Regions from separate parts of the Macaca mulatta genome. Here region 2 is linked to region 1. A link is a contact called in public Hi-C data. All regions are on one chromosome and are shown on one strand. The core of a region is the stretch at or near the end of the contact, and the rest is flanking DNA. Distances in the headings are between cores, read along the strand shown.

Evidence for each region. A called contact is a pair of places that touch in the nucleus more often than the background predicts.
Region 2: a contact with region 1 is called in a Hi-C map of liver, with 4 times the contacts expected there. The contact joins the promoter of UBAP2L here to the promoter of UBE2Q1 in region 1. A contact is called at or near these places in 2 of 14 Hi-C or Micro-C datasets (cortical neurons and liver).

What each region holds. Positions count from the first base shown.
Region 1 is chr1:112,443,346-112,448,808 of T2T-MMU8v2.0, reverse strand. It overlaps UBE2Q1 (ubiquitin conjugating enzyme E2 Q1), which reads right to left and starts at 2,865. Exons shown (of 14, transcript XM_077945426.1): 1 at 2,776-2,865; 2 at 2,416-2,648; 3 at 48-152.
Region 2 is chr1:112,807,177-112,812,639 of T2T-MMU8v2.0, reverse strand. It overlaps UBAP2L (ubiquitin associated protein 2 like), which reads left to right and starts at 3,247. Exons shown (of 28, transcript XM_077945775.1): 1 at 3,247-3,464. It overlaps C1H1orf43 (chromosome 1 C1orf43 homolog), which reads right to left and starts at 3,187. Exons shown (of 7, transcript XR_013398020.1): 1 at 2,960-3,187; 2 at 2,463-2,564.

The DNA of each region.
Region 1 (5,463 bases), core at 1,616-4,115:
TGGGCCTCATAGGAACAAAATGCACCCCTACCCTGTGGCCCCCTCACCAGAGTATTCCCTTTCTTTATGTCCACCAGCCTCTCCAAGACAGCAGCCAAGTTAGGGTCATCAGACTCCACCGACCAGATGGGGGGCACAGCAGGATATGACTCCTGAAGGGAAAAGAGCAACAAGAGCAATCAAAATGGGTGACTCTGGGAAAAGCCAAATTTTGCCTGTCCTCTTCCCCCCAAGACTTCTAGCCCCTTTTCTTCCCACCCCCACCCCCTACACACACATAAAAGCCCAACTCAGGTCAGCATCTAACCAAGGAGCTTCACAACAAATTCTAAACTGGACGAAAAACAGTCCCTGGGATGACCCTTTCCAAGCAGCAGACTGGAACCTTTTCATTCTTTCCTCGAGAGTACAAACCAGGAAACCTAGCACAGCCAAACCTGGCTAACAGCGAAGGGGGAGTCCTCATCTCCTGCACTGCCTATACAAGTTCTAGACTTCAGGTTCTCCCTGGACCCAGAACAGAGTCCTCCAAGCTTGCTTTTCAAACTCCAGAATGGGCTGAGGAAGGGATCACCTCATCACAATGACACTGAAGTGAAAAAAGCAGAGTTCTGTAGGAAAGTATAAAAACTAGACTGTATCTCCAGAACCCAAGAGTAAAAGGGTACTGGCAAGAATCTACCCACACCGCTCCCAGAAGAGCCCCTCAAAGACCAATTCTCCCCACCTCTCCCTTGGGAACCTGCCACCTTCTCAGTCCAGGCGTGGGCTGTAGGGCTCCACATGGCAGGCTGGGAGAAAGCCTACGCTTCTGACATTCCCAGCATTCCTGAGCCACGGTGCCAAATGCAGCCTGACCAGACTCCCCCTCTGCCCAAACCAAGGGGGCTAGTTTAGGCCAAGTATCCTTTATAGCCATGGGGAGTCTGGCTGAGGACCCCCTAAATTTAACTTCCTGCCAGGGACAAAAGCAGTAAATGGCCTCTGGCAACAGAAAGAGCAGCTGGATGGGGGCAAACCTACCCTTAAGGAATTAGAAGCTTAATTCAGGAACAAAATTAACTCTTGAAGTTCCCACACAAGCCAGGGAAACCTTATCCACCTCCACTGGGTATCTTAGCATTGTCATGACTCTAATCCTCAATGCTGAAGGAAAAATAATTATCAAAGATGCCCAAGTCTTCACTTGACTAAGCCACTCCTAGTCCTTCAATTTTAAGTTTCTAGCAGGAAAAGAGAAAGGAAATGAAAGAGAAATGGGACATACGAGTTTTGGTGGGTCACCAATCAATCCAAACTGAGGCTTTACCTCACCAAACCTTAACCTGGTCTGATTGAGAAAACGGACAGAAAACACCATGTAAGTTGAATTCAGTCCCCCAAGTAGCAGAGAATTCACAACTCTGCCTTTCCCCAGGCTACTCCGATTAGGTCTGCCTGCTTGGATAAAGTACTGTCTGCTAGCATTTCAGCTACTGCTCCGGTAGAGAGAATACCATCACAGCAGGTAACACCAACCAATGTAAGTGCTATACCATGCAGTACCAGACATTCCTAAATTAGCAGAAGCCAATTCTCTATTCAAGGGATGTCTGAGGATAGATCAGGCAGGAGACATGTAAGGTGTATGCCTAGGATGGAATGACGCTCACAGGGGAGAAATGGAACTGTTACTGCCTATAATAAATGGGGGTAGCGCTGGCACATCACATCACTATCATTACCAGGAAAAGCAACAACCCAGGGCAAATGGACATATCCACAGGGAACAGGGAGGGGAGTGGCAGAACTGCTACCAGCTGAGGCAAAAAGAGGAGAGTTAGAGGTTACACCAGAAAGAGAGAATTAAAAGGAGAGAAGGAAGAGGAGTCAACGAATTGCAAACTATCACTTGGTGAAGTTGAGAGAGCAAGAGGGGCTGCCTGAGGGATACCTAGGCGGGGATCCCACAGGTGGCAACCTCCTAAGTCAGAGGTACTACTGAGAAGGGGGCATCACTGAAATGTGCAGAGGGTTTCAGGCCAGGTCTTTGCAGCTAGGATCAGTGCCGAGGCCTAATATCTTGAAATAAGAGTAAGGGGAAGAAAGGTGCATTCCTAGGTAGCAAGATAAAGTTGTGGAGGAGTAGCCAAAAAGAGCCAAAATCGTGAACCTTGGGATGGTGGGTGGGTTCGTGGAAACGGGTAGTCTAAGCGCCATATGTCGGGGTGTCCCTCACTATCGGGGTCAATGGTAGAGATTCTGGATGCACCGCATAACCTCTAGCAGCAGAAACAAATGTAACCTGGAGAGAAAGAGCTGAGCCCTAAGAGGGGCTTCGGCCTCCCAGGTCCTTCAAGAGCAAAAAGCTGGATGGAGTGATCCTGGGTCCCTGACAAGGGGCCCCCACAGAGAAGCACGAGAGGGGGTCCTCACCGTGATGTTGCAGTGGATGCGGACAGGATCCCCAGGCACCGACCCCCGTGGGGGGAGATGCGGTCCAGGCGCGGCCCCCGCCCCGGCCCCTCCGGCCCCAGCCAGCAGGAACTCGCAGCTCAGCTCGTCCAGGCAGGCGCTGGCAATGCGGAAGCGCTCGTGGCCGCGGTGGAAGATGGACTCGAGCAGCTTCAGCTCTCGCCTCAGGCAGGGCCCCGGCCCCGGGCCCCCCCCTGGGCCGCCCCCGGCCCCCGGCGCCGCCCCCTGGCCCCCCAGCTGCTGCCCCGGCCCCGGCTGCTGCTGCCCCTGCGGCTGCGGCTGCTGCATCCTCCGCTCCGCTCCGCTCCGGGGCCGGCGGGCCGGGAGCCTCCGGCCTCCGCTCCGGGCTCCGCCGCCGCCGCCGCCGCGGTCCGCACTTCCTGATCCCCCCTTCGCCAAGATGGCGCCGCCGCCACCTCCGGGACAGGCCCCCCCCTCCGCTCGCTGGCCCCCCCCCCAGCCGCCGGAAGCCGCGCGCCCCTCCTCCTCCTCCTCCTCCTGGGCGGCCCCGCCTCCGTCCCCCTCACGTGACTTCCCTGCTCTGGCCTCCTCCACGTGATCTCTCCGTCTTTCCCGCCCCCCTGTTCTCGCCTGCCACCCTCCACATGTGACCCGGGGTCTGGGGCTTGCCTCTGTGAGCGCCTCTGTGCGTGTTTGCGTACGTCGTGCGTGCTTGCGCGCGACGCCCCTTCTCCTGCGCTCCCCTCTCACGTGACCCGGCGCCGCGTGCTCCCAGGGGCTACCCGCGCAGGACGCTGTTTCCTGCCTCGGGCCCCGCTTCCCCCGCCCCCGAGCCGTGACGAGCGTGCCCGGCGCTCCATGGACAGAGAAGAAAGAAGTGCGGTCTTCGCCGTGCAGTCTTTATCCTGCGCCCCCATGCTGGTCTTCGGCGCAGGATACCGGAGCCTCTGGTCCCCGTGGGGGTGGGCATGCGGCGTCTTCAAACTGAGGGGTGTGTGGTCGGGGTAGAAGCCGGGGACCGGAATGCAAGTGGCGGGGATTCTTGTCCCAGCCCTTTCTCTGATGGCGTTTTGTGACCTTGGGTTAACCACTTTCCCGCCAAGTCTCAGTTTCCTCATCTGTACAGTGGCTCTCATGAGGATGATGCCTGTTTTTCCTATTCCCAGGGAGGGATTCGATGCGAGGACACCATAAAATGAGGAATGATAATAGATCACTGCTCGGTTATGTACAAGTGTTAGTATCTGGCCTTTCGCGCTTTTCAGACCCCATGGGTCTGGACGAGGTTGGGGGAAGGACAGCATGGGCTTCCTCTACGGAGTCATGGAAGGGTGCTGACTCGGGTGGACCCCATTACCCTTCCTAGGCCTAAATGGCTAACACCTTGTCGCAGTGGTCCTGGCAGTTGCCGGGAGTAGGTAGTGCCTCCGGACCCTCGCTAGGTGGCACCATCACAAAGGACAAAGCTGGCTGAAGCTACAGAAATCCCGAGCTGGCGTTCGTTTGCCAAGGGCAGGTGGTGTTAGCCTGTGGTAAGGCCTGGTCATTTCTGCTGGGCCAACTCAGCCCTTACACCAGCCGGATTGCCCGCTTTCTCTCCCACTTGGACTAAAATAAGCTAGCCTTTCCTGAAAGACTATTCAGTTGCCTCTGCAGAGGCCTCCTTTGGTCAAGTTGGGGTACGGATATTTGAAGATGATTACGGTTACAGTCTGCTCCTGGTCTTCCTGGGGCCATTTGTCTGGTTTGGGTAGCCTGAACAGTTCGTTACATGTTGACTTTGTGTCTGTGTGTGCAAGCTGAAAGCTTAAAAGCCTGTGGTAGGAATTCCTGTTTATTATTTCCTGAGCGAAGGTGTTTATATATATATTTTTTTTTAAGACAGGGTCTTGCTACCTCGCCCAGGCTGGAGTGCAGGGGCACAATCTCAGCTCACTGCAGGCTCGACCTCAAGGAGGCCTCAAGCTATCCTCCCACCTCAGCCTCCCAAGTAGCTGGGGTTACAGGTGCGTGCTACCACAGCTGGCTAATTTTTTTATTTTTTTGTAGAAAGGGGTCTTGGTATGTTGTCCAGGCTGGTCTCAAACTCCTGGGCTCAAGTGATCTGCCCATCTCAGCCTCCCAAAGTGCTGGGATTACAGAGGTGAGCCACTGTGCCCAGGTACAAATATTTTTAAATCTCCCAACAACATTGCAAGGTAAGTATTTTTACCCCTATTTACAACTGGGGGAACGGAGTGACTCTGTAAGGAGATACAGCCTGTAAACAAGAGTTTCTAGGCCTGTCTCCAAAGTCCATGCCCTTGTACCCCACTCTGCCTTTTTTAGTGCTTTGAACCCCAGCTCTGCCAACTACTAATGATGTGACTGTGGGGAAATTACTTAGCTTGTTTGTGCCTCAGTTTTCACACCTGTAAAATGGAGATCATAATAGTACCGACTTGTTAGGAGGATTATGTAAGAACACACGTAAAGTGCATAAAATAGTGCCAGTGGTAAGAACTCAAACATTTTTTTAAAAATCGGGGCTCAGCATGGCTTGTGTCTAGTGAACGGAGAGAAGGGTAGGAGATAAGTCCAGTGAAGAAAGCAGGGGCTAGATTATGGAGACCACAGTACATTGGGTTTTATTCAAAGCACAATGGGAAACCCCTGGAGGATTTTAAGCAGAAAGTGGCATGAGCTGATTTAAAAATTTAAAAGATGGCCTCTTGTGGTGGCTCACGCTTGTAATCCCAGCGCTTTGGGAGGCCAAGGTGGGTGGATAACGAGGTCAGGAGATCGAGACCTTTCTGGCTGACACAATGAAATTCCGTCTCTTTTAAACAAAATACAAAAAATTAGCCGGGCGTGGTGGCGGGCACCTGTAGTCCAGCTACTCCAGAGGCTGAGGCAGGAGAATGGCGTTAACCTGGGAGGCGGAGCTTGCAGTGAGCCGAGATCGTGCCACTGCACCCCAGCCTGGGCGACAGAGGAAGACTCCGTCTTAAAAACAAAAACAAATTTAAAAGATCACTCTGGCTGTTCTGTGGAAAATGGATTGTAGGG
Region 2 (5,463 bases), core at 1,998-4,497, 360 kb before region 1:
CCCGTCTCGGCCTCCCAAAGTGCTGGGATTATAGGCTTGAGCCACCGCACCCAGCCCATGTACTCTCTTTTACAGTTCTGCCTGTTCTAAAATTTCATATAAATGGGGTGGAAGCATATGGTGCATATTCTTTTGTCAATGGCATTTCAACTTTTCTCACTCAGCATGGTTTTTTAGTCTGTTTGTTTTTGGTGAGACGGAGTCTTGCTCTGTCGCCCAGGCAGAAGTGCAGTGGTTTGATCTCGGCTCACTGCAATCTCTGCCACCTGGTTTCAAGGGATTCTCCTGCCTCAGCCTCCTGAGTAGTTGGGATTTTTTAAATTGTATTTTTAGTAGAGATGGGGTTTCACCATGTTGACTGGTCTGGTCTCGAACTCCTGACCTCAAGTGTTATCTGCCCAACTTGGCCTCCCTTAGTGCTGGGATTACAGACATGAGCTACCACGCCCGGCCCACTCCTCATGTTTTTGAGATTCATTCATGTTTGCAATTTTTTTCATTCAAAAGTATTTTGAGCATTTGTCTTCGTATATATATCTTCAGTTTTTCATTTTTTACATTATTCCATATGAATATGCCACTATCTATTTTTTAGAAACAAGGTCTTGCTCTTGCCCATGCTGGAGTGCATCAGTGCAATCATAGCTCACTGCAGTCTGTAACTCCCGGGCTCACATGATGTTCTGGCATCAGCCTTCCAAAGTGCTAGGACTATAGGTGTAAGCCACTGCACTCAGCCCATATAATCATTGAAAAGGGGACATTTGAATTGTTTCTTCTTCAAATATTATGAACAATGCCGCTATGAATAATCTTGTACATGTTTCTTGGTACACAAGAGCAAAACTTAGTATCTCTATGGTAGGAGAGAAACTGCTGGAGCAGGGATTAGGTACATGTGCAATCTTACCCGACAATGACCAGTTATTTTCCAAAGTGGTTTTACTAATTTATACTTTCACTAGCAATGGTTGAGAATTTAGCAAAAATTTTTTAAGCAAAAGGAATACTGCTCTCAATTAGACCAAGGGACCCCTGAATAGCCAAACTATTGATTGGTTCATGATGTGCTAGAAACTAACCCTATGTCTCTCTCATGAGGCAGGAAGGACTGTTAAGGTTTCAAGCCAGGACATCCTCCTAGAGTCTTTCCATGTAGTATTTCAGCAAGGAACAAAGAGGGAAAGGTTAATAGCACTGGTTAATGAAAGTACAGTGCTCTAGGAGTTGAGGGAGTCATGAGCTCTAGCTCTACAACTAACCTGTTTTTCATTCAGCAACAAATTACTGAGTACCTGCTATGTGTAGGCTCTGGCACTAACCTGTTTTCATTCAACAAGAAATTACTGAGTACCTACTATGTGTAGGTCCTGGCTTTATAGTCGTGAACAAAACTGGTATGGTGCCTGCATTCTTGAAGCTTACGGTCTAGCGGAAGAGAGAGGCATGTTTTAAATAAATAGACAAACATAAAAGAAAAATTATGGTAAATGCTATGAAGAAAAAATCAAAGTAAAATGTGCAAATAAAGAGGGGGGAACCTACTTTAAAATAGGTAATAAGCATTTCTTTTTTGGAAGTAACATTTAAGCTAAGATTAAAAGAATGAATGAGCTAGCCAAATGAAGGCCATTCCAGATCAGAGGAGCAAAAAGAGTGGAAAATTCAGCCAGTAGAGCTGGGTCCCAGTGATCTGGGGAGAGCCACACAAAAGGAGGTTGGTAAGGGAAGCAGGTGTCTTTTACTTAGAAACGAAAGACTAAAGAAGCAGAATGAGGGTGACAGCAGAGTATCAATAACTTTTATTCACATATGCTGGGTTTGAGATGCCTATTAGAAATCTAAGTCAAAATGTCAGGTAGTCAGTTCGCAATATATGCATGGAACTCAGGAAAGAGTTCTGGGATAGAGATAAAATTTCATCTGTAGCTAAAGCCAAGGAAAGGAACACAATCACCTAAGGAGAAAGTACAGACAAAGATAAAAGACCACTGGGTTATTCACTTCCTACATGTCTTCTGGTAAACTGCTTCCTTTTCTTGGGCTTGTTGGTAACACGAATGGTGGAACTACGTGATTTATGGAGCTCCTGTTAAGTCTACAGTTATGTAGAGGTAACCCTCCTCATTGCTCTTGGGTTAACCTTAATGATCTCAACCCCATCCTAATCAAACAAAAAACACTGAGTAGTTTAAGATGAGCTGGGAAATATTTTACTACAAAGAATTGGGAACTCCGACCCAAGCCCTTCATTCTGCAGATACAATAACAGAAGTTCCTGCTTGCCACAGCACTGAGCAGGAGCCAAGTCCCAAAGTGCACAGTGCCTGCTCAACTTAGAACAAGCACAAGTGCACGCAAAGAAACACGAGAATTAAAGTCATCACTAAAGGCAGAGCAAATCTCATTCTTGACCCTAAAAGATCTGAAAAGTATGTTTAAGTCGTGCCCTAAGGACCTACCTTGGGGGCATTGTGTCCCACAGGGACATGAGGTCCCCTTCGAGATTTCATTGCAAAGCGCATGATTTGCCTCTTCACAAAAATAAATAGCAGTACAAACACCTGTCCAAAAAGATGTAAGAATCCTTTAATAAAAAGACAGTTGGGTATTTTTTTTAAGCATGCCTTCATTCCAAATCGCCAGATTCTGGCTCTCGGGAATGTTTCAGGGTAAAACTTGGGGTAAAGCAAGACCGTTATGATAGGGGTGGATCTAAGAAGCCAGTAGCAGGGAGGCGTGGGGTCTGTGCTCTAGCGTTAGAGGGAGAGTTCTAGGCCAAAGAGGGCGGGTCGGCTGGAGCAGGTGACTTAAACTCCCACCTACTCCTGGAATAAGGAATCAAAGCCCAGATAGGCGCAGGTGAGTGGGTGGAGAATGCAGACGGGGAACAGCTCAAGAAGAGGGTCTCTACTGGTTAAGATGCGACAGCAGGAATGGGGTGGGGGAATCTCCTCACCAGGCTCCCGTAGGCCATCACCAGCACGACATTCACCCCGGATAGCCAGTTACTGCCGGACGCCATGGCCTCCCTACCTCGCGCAGAATTGTTCGGGTTTACCCCGCTGTCCTGGCTGGTCAGCCCAGGCTCCGCCGCAGCGACGGCGCCTGGGTCCCCTGGAGCTCCCCGGCCATTTCCTTATGGGGGAAGACCAAGCCAGACCCGGCCTGAAAACATGGCGGACAGGCAGGGGGGCTGGGAAAGGAGAACGATGCCTTCCAGCTTCCCCCTGACACGTGACTCAGGCAGGCAATGGCACCCAGGAGCGTCGAGCGCTGAGACGCGGAACTACGACAGTAAGAGGAAGCCGCGGCCATCCCTGGGTCACGTGGTGGAGGCAGGGCCGCCGTGAAGGAGGCGGAGCGGACTCGCGGAGCCGGAAAGAGGTGTCTCGTGGCGAGGTGGCACGCGCACGCTTGCGTGCGCGCCCCTTTTAGCGTCACGCGCTGGGGGACGCAGGAAGGCAAGTGGGCGGGGAAAGGCGCGAGAGCGAGCGCGAGAGGGAAAAGGAGGGAGGGGGTGGGGAAGAGGGAATCTTATATCACGTGACAGGGGCGGCGCGGCCCGGGGTGTCAGTGTGGAGGAGACTGAGGTAAAGTTGGGAGCGCAGCGGCGTTGGCGGCGTCGGCGGCGGCAGCGGCAGCGCGGCGGGGCCGGGTATTGTCCGCGGCCCCTTTAAATCCGCGATCCCCCTTTTACCCTCCCTCTTTTCTCCCCTGCCCCCGCCGTATGCCCCCTCCCTCGGTAGGCCCCCCCGCACCGTGTGTTCCCCCACTGTACACCCCCCCTCGTAGTCATGCGAGCCCTGGCGCCCCCCCCCCGCGAGTCGGCCGCCGGAGGTTTTGTTTATGGTTGGGTTCGGGGCCTAGTGGGCCGCGCCAGAGCCGGGGCCTCGATTTGGGAGCGTGGCCGGGGCGGGGCTTGGAGCAGCCGTAGGAAGGGGGGGCCATGCGGCTAGAGCCTGAGAGGGGAGAGCGAGAAAGAGCGCGAGCGAGCGAGGCCTGGGCCTTGCCTGAGGTAGGGCCCTCTCTTCACCCCGGCCGGTGCCTGCGGAGGAGAGGGCCTCCTCCCTTTCCACCCACTGCGGGCCTCCCCTGATCCGGATCCGGCCTGGTTTGGGGGTGGCGTGGGGGAGGGAGGGCGATGGGGTGGAGCTGCCCCAAACTCCCCCATGTGGCCCTCAGTTTGGTGTGCGAAGGATTAATTTGTTCCGGCTGGGAGGTAGGAAGGAGATTGGCCCCGTGGGCTCTCGATGTGGCGCTGAGGGGGGTGAGCCTCCCATCCTCCACGCGTGGGCTTGCGTCCCCTCTCCGTTTCCAGGCTCTTTGTCAGCTCCTTTTCCCTCCCTTCTTTCTCACCAACCCAGTTCTTGGAATATGTTTTTGCTGCTGTCTTTAGCTTCCTGTTTATACTGTAGTTTGGGTACCCCAAACAATTATGTTATTTGGGAAGCTAGACATGGAAGCCCCCATAGGGTGTATTACGCTTAAGGGACGTCACTAGAGCACTGGGGTATTTGTTCACTTTTCTCATAATGGGACAGGAATGCCCAATTTCTTCAAACCCTTAACCTTGTGGACAGCCCTTAAATTGCTTTGCAAACTGATGTCACAAACTGGAGACTGCTCCTTTTCCACCCTTCTTGAAATGTAGCCACCTCTGGTGTAGGATGTTGTGGGAAGAAAAACATCACAGTAACAGGCGTTTTTGTTATTATTGTTAACGTTTTTGCCTTTGACTCTCCCTGATTATTACATGGAGAAACCTTTTTTTTTTGTCTTCTCTCCCATCCTACCTACCTCCGCCCCACATCCTGTTTTGGGGATACCTGATGTGACTTGCTGGGAGGTGATGAGCATTACTAGTAACCAGCATTTCTAGAGAATTAAAACATTTTGGCTGTGTATCAGTTGATAAAACTGCTTTGAAATCTGTCTCCATTGTACTTAAATATTACACTGTCCCAATGATTATAGAGAATTAAAACATTTTGGCTGTGTATCAGTTGATAAAACTGCTTTGAGATCTGACACCATTGTCCTTAAAGATTAGACTATCTCAATGATTGTTTCCTTTGTGAATGGGAAGTATTGCTGGCACGTAAACTAGTGATGAAAGGCCTAAAAATGTCCTGTTTTGTTTTTTGATCTTTAAAGCTCCTCCTTGCTATGTCCTTACTGGGAAGTACTCTTGCTAACTAGATTTCAGGGTGGTGGGGAAGGGGATGCAGGGACCATTTCAGCAAAGCATCTACAGAAATTAGTTGTTCTGTTAGAGGTAGCAAGTTTTACCCAACCCAGTCCAGCTTCAGTTTCTGAATTGTTTCTTAAATTAGATTGTAAGCTCCCTGAGGGCAGCTACCAAGTCATACTGCTTTTGTATTTTCCTGAAGTATTGGACACATAGTAGATTCTCAATAAATATTTGTTATTTAGTTTTTTCAGTGAAATTTCTCTGGCTAT